Linked DNA regions of Gasterosteus aculeatus: region 1 is linked to region 2. The links are chromatin contacts, called in public Hi-C maps. All regions are on one chromosome and are shown on one strand. Each heading gives the region's core, a stretch centred on a gene start, on an enhancer-like site or on the middle of the called end of the contact. The rest is flanking DNA. Distances are from core to core; before and after follow the strand shown.

Region 1 (4,488 bases), core at 1,560-4,059, 50 kb before region 2:
ACTAGTCTGCCACTCTGCTATCAGGTGACACTACCAGTGTGTGTGTGTCTGTGTGAGTGAGTGGTGATGAGTGCGAGTATGAGACTCCCCCCCCCCCTTTTCTTTTTTTCACAGGTGAAAGCAGGATCTCCTCCTCTCAGGTGCTGAGTGTGTGCATGTACACTATTGTGTGTTGAAGGGGGCTGCTGAGGGCTGTTACTTCAACAGGTGTGAGTCTAACATCACAGTGAAAAGCTAAAGGATTAGGGGATTATCCATGCGCAATATAACCTGACACACACACACACACACACACGCAGACGCACACACACACATTCTCTGGTTTACATAATTTTGGTCTCACTTTTTCTGGCAAATACGCATTAATAGATGCATGTACACACAAGAAGGCTTCCTGTGTTTATTTAACATTTCCGTTTGAACACGAGCTTTTAAATAAATGTGCTAAACTTGTTAAATCCAGTAATTTAAGTAATTGGTGAAAAATTCTAGTGCCTATTTACACATCATTTTCAGGTTGAGTAATGGAGTAATTGTTGCATCAGTAACGCACAAAGTCACACATAACTGTCTACACACCCTGGACAGACACCTGCATCTATCCAACTTCTCACACACACACACACACACACACACACACCTTTTAAACCCCGCCCCCTTTCTGTCACTTCCCCCCCCCCCTCACTGTTGGCATGGCTGGCACGGCGGCGCTCCGACAGAGCCGAGCACCGGGAACCTGTGGGAGCTGCTACGCTGGGAAAACAAACACGGCTGACTGACAGCTTGAAGCAACGTGCGTTCGCACAGACACAGGTGCAACGCCGCCAGCCCCCCCCCCCCCCCCCCCCCCCGCAACCCCCTCACACCCCCTGCACCCGTCCTGCCAGGAGAGATGAGCTCGCACGTCCACGTGAAAACAACAACGCTCATAAGCAGGATAAGTGGTCTTCGATGGACTCACCTCCCGTTATACGGGTCTCAGCACGAGTGATGTCACAAAAAGTGTGACCTCAATACCAGGATATTGATAGTGAAACGTCAGGAAAAGCAATAAAATAAAGTCCATGGACCATATCTATATTATATATGATATTAAATGTTTTTATGGTATGCAGTAATCTGACTTAATGGGATTTCTTTGATAGTTTACTTGACATCTGCCACCAGACATCACTGGTCAATAAGCAGACGGGAGGATTCCAAAACAAAAATAATTCTTTGTGGAATTTCTGTCAAATGTCGATCACGGGGAAGCTGATCAAATCAGGACGACGGCACACAAACCGCAGGAGGCCGCGTGCGGCGCCAAAAGGGGCACGTCAAGGTTGATGAATCTCTGCCGTTTATAAAGTTGAACTAAAACACCTGATCCCACCCCCCCGTGGAGTCCTCCTCATTCATGCCCTAAAGGGACGCGGGCCGCTTCATTGATCGCATTCATCTCGCCGTCGTGAGAACGGCTCATCTGAGCAGCGCTGGCGTCTTCAATAGAGCCACTTATTAACCAGCTTCCCAACACGCGGCCGGCTGGTAATCTATTCAACAATCTAGGAAGTGTTTATTCAGTTGTGCACACAGTGTACTCGGGATGACGTCTGTGCCACTGCCTCTCCGTGTGAGTGTGTGTGTGTGTGTGTGTGTTTTGGGTGGTTGACACCAGCTGTACCGGCTCGCTCCGTCTCTCAGCAGGTTCACACCGGGGCTAATGCAGCGCTAGCTCCGTTGTGACCTCAGAGGTTATTGTTGTTGACGTGCCAGTCTGAGCGTGTGCGCGTGTGTGTCTAACGAGACACCCCTGCCGGGTCTGGTTGCACTGATCCAGCTACAGCGGTCTGCTTCCCCTCCACACACACACACACACACACACACACAAACACAACCTGGTCTTAGGACACAGTATTTACTGAGATTTCCTGCAGCAGATCCGTAACCCTCCTGACCCCGGCCTTCTGCAGCCGTGACCTCATCCTTAACCAACTGTCATCCAGAACCAGGCCTCAACCTTCAACAGTACATCTGGTGGGGACCAGCTTGTCGTCCCCAAACGGAAGTTAAGTCCCCACAATGTGACTGTGTGAACAGTCGCTGCTCTGTGGGTAATACACAATCACACACACACACACACACGCACACACGCACACTGGCGGCGCTCCTCCCTTGATCCTCTCTATAATGTGCCATAATGGAGCATCGCTCCTCTGGCTGGGCCTCCCTGGGCCCGCCTGCTATTACGTCTGAATGGGGCAGCATATGGCCTTTATGGCCATACTGTTCTCTCCACAGGTCCCCGCAGAGAGGGAGGGGGGGGGAGAGAGAGAGAGAGAGAGAGGGCGTTTCAACTGCCACAGAGGTCTACGCAGGGCGAGTTTGAAAAGTAGCTTTGGCCTGGAGTGTGTGTGCGGTACGTGTGTGTTGTTTGTGTACACGTGTAGCAGAGGGGGAGGAGAGGGAGGAGGTGGGGGACACGGGGAGCGTTAAATGAAGCAATTAATAAAATCATTTTCTACCCGGCTAAGGAGATAACAGCTTGGCACAGTACCACAAACCCATCAACACAACACAACCCCCCCCCCCCCCTCTCCCCCCCCACCACTCATTTCAGCTTGAGGAAGACCCACACCGCCGCCCCTGATGGACCACTAACACACACACACACACACACACACACACACAGAGACTGATCCTTTTACAGCTGCCTACTGCCACTAGAGGGCAGTGTGTAACTTCCATCAAATTACTGGACACACACACACACACACACACACACAAACAGGGAGTGAGAACACAAAGCACCCTGCATCACTGAACACAACAAACAAAGCCGGGGCGGAACAGCTCCACACACACACACACACACACACAAACGCACACACACAAACGCACGCCCTGAGCGCACACTCATTGTCATTCCTCGCTAACATTCCTGAGAGCGCGGCGGTCTTCTTCTGCTAGCTCATTGTGTACACCAGGGGTGTTTCCCTCCCAGAGGCAGGAAGGCCGCGAGACGCCGACAGCCATTTCCCCCCCCAAAAAAATTATCCGTGCACATCCGTGACACAACGCCCCCCCCGTTTTGTCCCGCCAACACTGCTGAACGCTGGAGGACGAGCAGAGACACCGCGGAGACCTTCTGATGAGCGTCTCTCGTCCGCTCACCGATCAACCGAAACCTCCTGCTTTTGTCGTCCCACCCAGACGCCGAGATTTGACATTTGACCCACAATGAATTTGACACCTGAACAAACAGCCATCGGCCGTGGCTTCCATCCTCCCTTCCACCTCCGAGTCTCACCTCCGATGAGCACATCAGAGAGCAGATGTCCCCCTGATTGGCTGGCGTGTCTAAGCTCTGAACAGCTTCTCAGATGCGTCTTTGATAGGCGGGTTGCTTGTTGTTTAACGTGTAATCAAACTTAATCTTCTTGTTGTGCTTTTTTTGGTTTTCTCCCTGAAGAGCCACAATTACCTGCAGGAAAACACGCTGCCCTTGACTTTTGTTTTTTTTGTCAAGAGGCGCCTTTCCCAGTTTAGTAGAGAGAGGCTGCCCCACCCTAACTGCTTTACAGACCTAATGGAGCGCATTAAGTTTTCGACTAGAAAACGTTTGTCGTGTGGATCAGAAAACAAAGTCAACAAAGGCCTTATTTGACCGGCGGATTGCATAAACGTCTAAAAGAGCACATTTGATCTGATTTTCTTTCCCTTGGTTGGAAGCCGTACTCTTGATTTATGCAGCTTTCTCCCCGATTTAGTGTCCTTCACATTATTTTAAAATCTAATGTCCACATGTAGACATTCTAATAGGAACCGCCACGTTGAGTTCTGCAGACGGGAGTCGAATCCATCAACTCGCCACGATTGCCGTTAGCTGTCGTTCCTGTGATAAAAAAAACCCACATTTTTTTGAAAGACTTTGTGACGTCTCAGCGTCCTCGCTTCTACCCCCCCCCCCCCTCGCTTGTCCTCCCCAGAGGGCCGTGATGCAGCAGCGATGGACTGAGAGGAGGGGAGCACTACAACCCAATATGAAGAGACCCTCCCACCAAACACAGCATTTCTGCGCCACCTCTTCTTCTCCCCCCCACCACCACCACATTTTCTCCTCCTCCGTCGGGTCTCACGTCTCTCTCTCCGTCCACCTTTTCTTTGTCTCTACGGATCAGCGAAGCGCGCCCTCCTCCTGCACCCTCTGCCTCCATTTTGCTCCTGCAACGTCCCTCCTTTGCCCCCTCATCCCTCCCTCTCTCTCTCCCCCTCTCTCCCAGGACCGAAGCCAATAACAGTGTTGGGGTCACTCATGTTAATTACAGAGCAAGTGCAACGGGGAAGAACGTAATGCAACACACACACACACACACACACACACACAGTTCACACGGAGCAGAGTTGGTGAGTAAGCATGTGTCACTGAAGCGGTGTGTGTGTGTGTGTGTGAGAAAGTGCTTCAAAGACACGGGAGGTGGAGAGAGTGAGGAAAAGTCACGGAGA
Region 2 (4,743 bases), core at 1,533-4,032:
CTCCAAAGTGTGCGACGGAGTTTAAAGAGAAGTCAGAGAGGAAGTGACACAAAATCGCCCTGTGCAACTTACTCACGTGCCCTGCGCACACCTTTGTGTTGTCTGATAGGGACTCAAATGACATTCCTATCCACGTCTACCTGCCCTCAATTTAATCCAACTGTAATACTCAGTTTTAAACAGAGAATCATGTTTAAATAAAACACCCCATGGAACATAGGGAGAACCATTTTAATTTGTAGCAAACAGACAAGCGGATGCACACTAAACTTTGTGTAGTCAAGACAGACAATATATTATCACTCTGTGGTACATTTAATAAAATGTATGACGTGATAATCAATTCTCTTTGCAAGATCACAGCTGTGATATTTGTGTCATCCCGGTCCAGCCGGGGCGGCCTTTTTTTTTTTTTTCGAATATGTAAAGAGCCATATGAATATGTAAATATGAGCTAATTCAGTGATGCATTGAGGCAGCTGTTGTGCGCTCCACATTTACAAGGAAACATGTGTCGGCCCTGCGGGGCGGGTTAGGGCGACACGACAGGTGAGGGGAGAGGTCAGGCCTCGTCTATTATGTGCGGACGATACCTACACCTTTAGCTCCCCCCTCCTCCCTTCCCCTCTCCCCCCTCCCACAAGCTCAACACATGGGTGCAAAGCATAGGAGATCTAATGTGGAACAAACGCAAACAATCAACAAGAGTTGTGTTATTCACAAGCAGCCTCGAAGCCGGCGCATTCGTCCCGGCTGCCGGAACACTTTCTTAATCCTCCTCCTACACTTTCATTGCAAATACATGCTGCTTCTGCACTGATTTCACTCCCAATAACACACGGAACATAATCCACACTCCCTGAACAAGCAACTAAAAGCTAACACACCATTTAAACCCATCCACTGCAGAGTTGTAAAAAAAAAAAAAGGGCACATAAGGAAGCCGCGCTAGACAAACAGGTGTAGGAGCTGCCCGACGTCTGCTGATGGTTCAAATGCAATATTAAAGCATCATATTGGTTCAAAGGTCACTCTGCCTGCTGTTCACTCAACCACATGGGACCGTTTTCATTTAGGATTCACTCTGCACACGCAAACACACACACGCACAGAGCGGCTACACTTATCCAATATTCACACGCGAAATGAAGCGCTGGGGGGCACCAGAAAGTGTGCAAAGTCGCTTTCGAGGAAGCTTACACTAAGCACATGAGCGAGGGCCACATCTCTCAGAAAGCTCAATCAATTGAATGTGACACGGCAAATGCGAGGAAAGGGAAAAAAAGAGAACAAGGGCGTCTCTGAGGAAATGTAGTTTGTATTCCAGGTGGAGGAGGTGTGGATGTGCACGGCCTCTCGGGACCTGACAGTGGTCTCTGGATTACAGTTGCCTCTCAGCGGGGACGCCTGCTCGCTCCTCTCACCTCACACTGGCAATTTCTTAGAAATACCAAGCGGCGATGAAGGCTACAGCGATCTGAAGCCCCGGGGATGCGGAGGAGATCCAGATCTTTTGAACACATGCAGGAATATTCTATAGGCAGCGAGATAAGGAGGCAGGAGCTTCAGTGCGCGAGGCACTCAAAAGTTACATCGGTCTTTTTTTTTTCTTCTCTTTTATTCATGTGCTTTGAAAACCAAATAAGGCAGTGAACACATCATCTGCCAAGCAACGAGATGGAATTTCACGGTTTAAAAAAAAAAAAAAATCTCTCGTTTTATTCTTCAATAACGTCCACGCGCGTGCAGGATGACACGCGGCACTCGGTTCTGTGATAGAAGTTTTTGAGATGAAGGTCTCCCCTTTCGCCTGAGCTGAGGCTAAAAAAAAAAGTTTCACCACCGCTACCTGGCTGCAGAATGGGACCCTCCGCCACCATCACCAGACCCCCCCTCCCCACCCCCCAGTCCCGCCAGCCGCCCATCTATCTCCCGGTCGGCTTCACGCAGCGAAACAGCCCTCTTTCATTCCTCGGAAAGTTTACGAGGGGACGAGCCCGTCGTCCAGACCAGAACCCCCCCACCCGCCCCCCAACAGACGCCTTGTCCTACAAGAAACGACATTTTCTTTCCTTTAAAAAAAAAACCCGCGCTTCATCTCCGGTCTCGCGCTGCAGGAGCCTGTTTGTAACATTTTAAATACATTGTTGCAGACCGAAATGTAGCAACGCGTTACAAGATGGTGGAGGGGAGGGGGGCCGAAGAAGTGTGCGCGCCCCGCAACCACCGCACAACATTAAGGAGGATACCCCGTGCAAACGGACAAAACGCAACAGAACCCCCGCCGTGCAAACCGGGAGGACAACTTAAAGTTTGGGAGACGCGCCTGAGAGGAGAGCGCGAGGAGAGGAGAGCGCGCACTTTGCTACAGTACGCCGCTTTTTAAATTACAACTACCTAGTTAAGAAAGTTGGACTCCCCTCCGGTGTGTCGTCCCCCCCACCCCCCCTCTCCATACCCCCCCACCGGCGGCAGCAGCCCCCCGTCCCCTCGCCCCGGAGATAAGCAAGGTAAAAGTCCTTAGGTGTGTAGCGCGTAATTCACTTACTTTTCTCTCGCTTGGCTATCGGAAGGGACGACAGCTCCTTTACCTTTGGCGTACATGCTGGATTCTGTTTTAAGACTTTTGCCCCACTCAACACCTGTCAAAGAAAGCAGCCAGGAAAACGCTCCATCTCCATAGCTACCCCTTTAGTGTTTTTCCTCCCCACCCCTCCCCACTTCTCCTCCTCCTCCCCCTCCTCCTTCTCTCTCCTCTCCCTCCCTCCCTTTCTATTCTTTTTTTTTTTTCTTTTTTTTTTTACATCTCCAACATTGGCCACAAATCAGGCACAGTTTCTATTGGGGGGACTTGAAACCGTCCTGTTGGATTTTTTTTTTCCTCCTCAGCCGCTGTTCCGCAGACCTGCTGCTACTCCCTCCGCTGTGCAAACGGTGGGGGCTCCTTAAAGGGAAACACACACTACTTGTTTACTGACCTCAGAAACATGAGGAGAGAAGGGGGGAAAGGCATGCCGGGTAACCAACCATAGCCAGCTCTTTTCTTTTTGGGAGGCTGGCAATAGTCCTAGTGCCCCCCTTCTCCCCCCCCCCCCCCCACCAAAAAAAGACATTCCAGGAGTCCAATTAGATTTTTTGACTTTGACTCACCAATGAGGACGCTACGGTCATTTATTGAAATGTTTTGCACAGATGATTGGGGGACGCGTTATTTGCTGTACTGGTTTTCAAGTAGTCAGTTGTTTGGAAATGACCCCAAAAAAAGTGCTGCACCTCATGAGCTTAAAAGATTGTATGAAGTCAAATATTTTTTTTTTAAATGTTGGCGCTGTACCATATAGTCCAATTGCTTTATTCACAACATTGACATCAAATTCAGAATCAGTATTGATTAGAAGCTGCGCAACTATTTTAACGCAGTGTTTATGCACAGTTGCAGATAAAATAAAGATTAAGTAAATATTCATTTATAGAATTAAAAGGAAGGAGTCACATTTGTTAAAGGAGGTTGGTTTATGCAGATGAAGACCAAGCGTAACTAAAAACCTGGTGAGACTATTTAAATTAAACAAAATGAGCAGCCGTGGTGGAGAGAGGACAGCCAATCAGGAAGTAGAGTCCTGCGTCTCCTGTCACAGATTGACCTGCGTAACGAGGAATTTCTACCTGCCTGAAATGCACACGCATACCTCCTGGCCGTAGAAAGAAATGTAATAAGCTCTGCGAGCTGCAGTTTGCCTGGTATGTTTTCGGCATTATAGCAGCCTATGGCCTCAAGAAATCCTCAGCTGGTGTCTGAAGAATATTTAGTTGAAAGGAATAATGAGGATAGGGTGGTTCAAGGATTATTACCAACTCACTTCCAGTCCAATCTTTTAAAATTGCACAGTTCAACTGCCTGACAACAGAACAAAAAGAAGAAAGGAATATCCTAATTCCAATGATGAAATACTCCAACAAAGGCAGTTTAACTTTAACACGATTAAACGTCGGAATGAAGAAATAAAGATAGTGTTAAAATACTTGTTTTGTATTTTGGCTAGTTTGGTTTTAATCTGACGGGTTTTGCAGAATTATCGAAAATTAACGTTCAGCATTGGGTTTTTAATGTCAGTTCAACAGATGTTATCTGTGGCCAGCTACAAACCTACAACCCTGTGCAGAATGTTTGTGTGTACCACTGTATTCTCGTCCCCAGACTGATCCCCCAAAAACTATGGCGATAATGCAATTAGGGAACACCCACGTCTGCAGCAGCAATACATCTAAACCAGTTGTGTGCAGCGGTTTAATCTCTGTTCTAAATGTGCGTGCATCGACCGGCAGATAGACATTCCACCGGAGTCAGTGTGATGGTGACCAATTCACACCAGGATCACCACACATTTCCCACCACAGGGACGAGCTATTTTGGACCTATTTTCGACAAACCCGGTGACCCGTGGCATCCCGGGTCTGTTATTCCTCTGCATCCAGCGACGCATTTTACACACTTGACTCAGACCCTGATCTTGATGCCGGTCATCCGCACTAGTCAATAGACCCAGTAAAAAAAGTGAAACGATCACCAAATGTTGACCCGTGTTATTCGGAATAGCTCAAAAAATGTTTACAATATGCATCACTGGTGCAAGTGTTAACAAAATGGTGTGAGCATTGGGCCTCTGAAACCTTCATTGATTTTTGTTTATCTCAGTGGGTGTTTGCCTGATCATATTCACTGACTGCGGACAACGTTTATGC

The links. Hi-C and Micro-C count contacts between places; a contact is called where the count stands out from the background.
Region 1: a Hi-C map of liver shows a contact between it and region 2, with 2.1 times the contacts expected there. The contact joins the enhancer-like site here to the promoter of ssbp4 in region 2. A contact is called at or near these places in 4 of 6 Hi-C or Micro-C datasets (liver, skeletal muscle and tail fin).

The regions. Positions count from the first base shown.
Region 1 is chr8:19,066,597-19,071,084 of fGasAcu3.hap1.1, reverse strand. The region is part of intron 5 of ssbp4 (single stranded DNA binding protein 4); the gene reads right to left. Among protein-coding and RNA genes, the nearest start is that of fkbp8, 15 kb to the left of the region's middle. Within about 2 kb of position 2,809, at least 7 of the 9 cell types and tissues checked have open chromatin away from gene starts, as enhancers often do. A contact at or near this core is called in liver, where this site is marked.
Region 2 is chr8:19,015,903-19,020,645 of fGasAcu3.hap1.1, reverse strand. ssbp4 (single stranded DNA binding protein 4) reads right to left here and starts at 2,782. Exons shown (of 17, transcript XM_040184287.2): 1 at 2,549-2,782. The coding sequence starts at 2,604.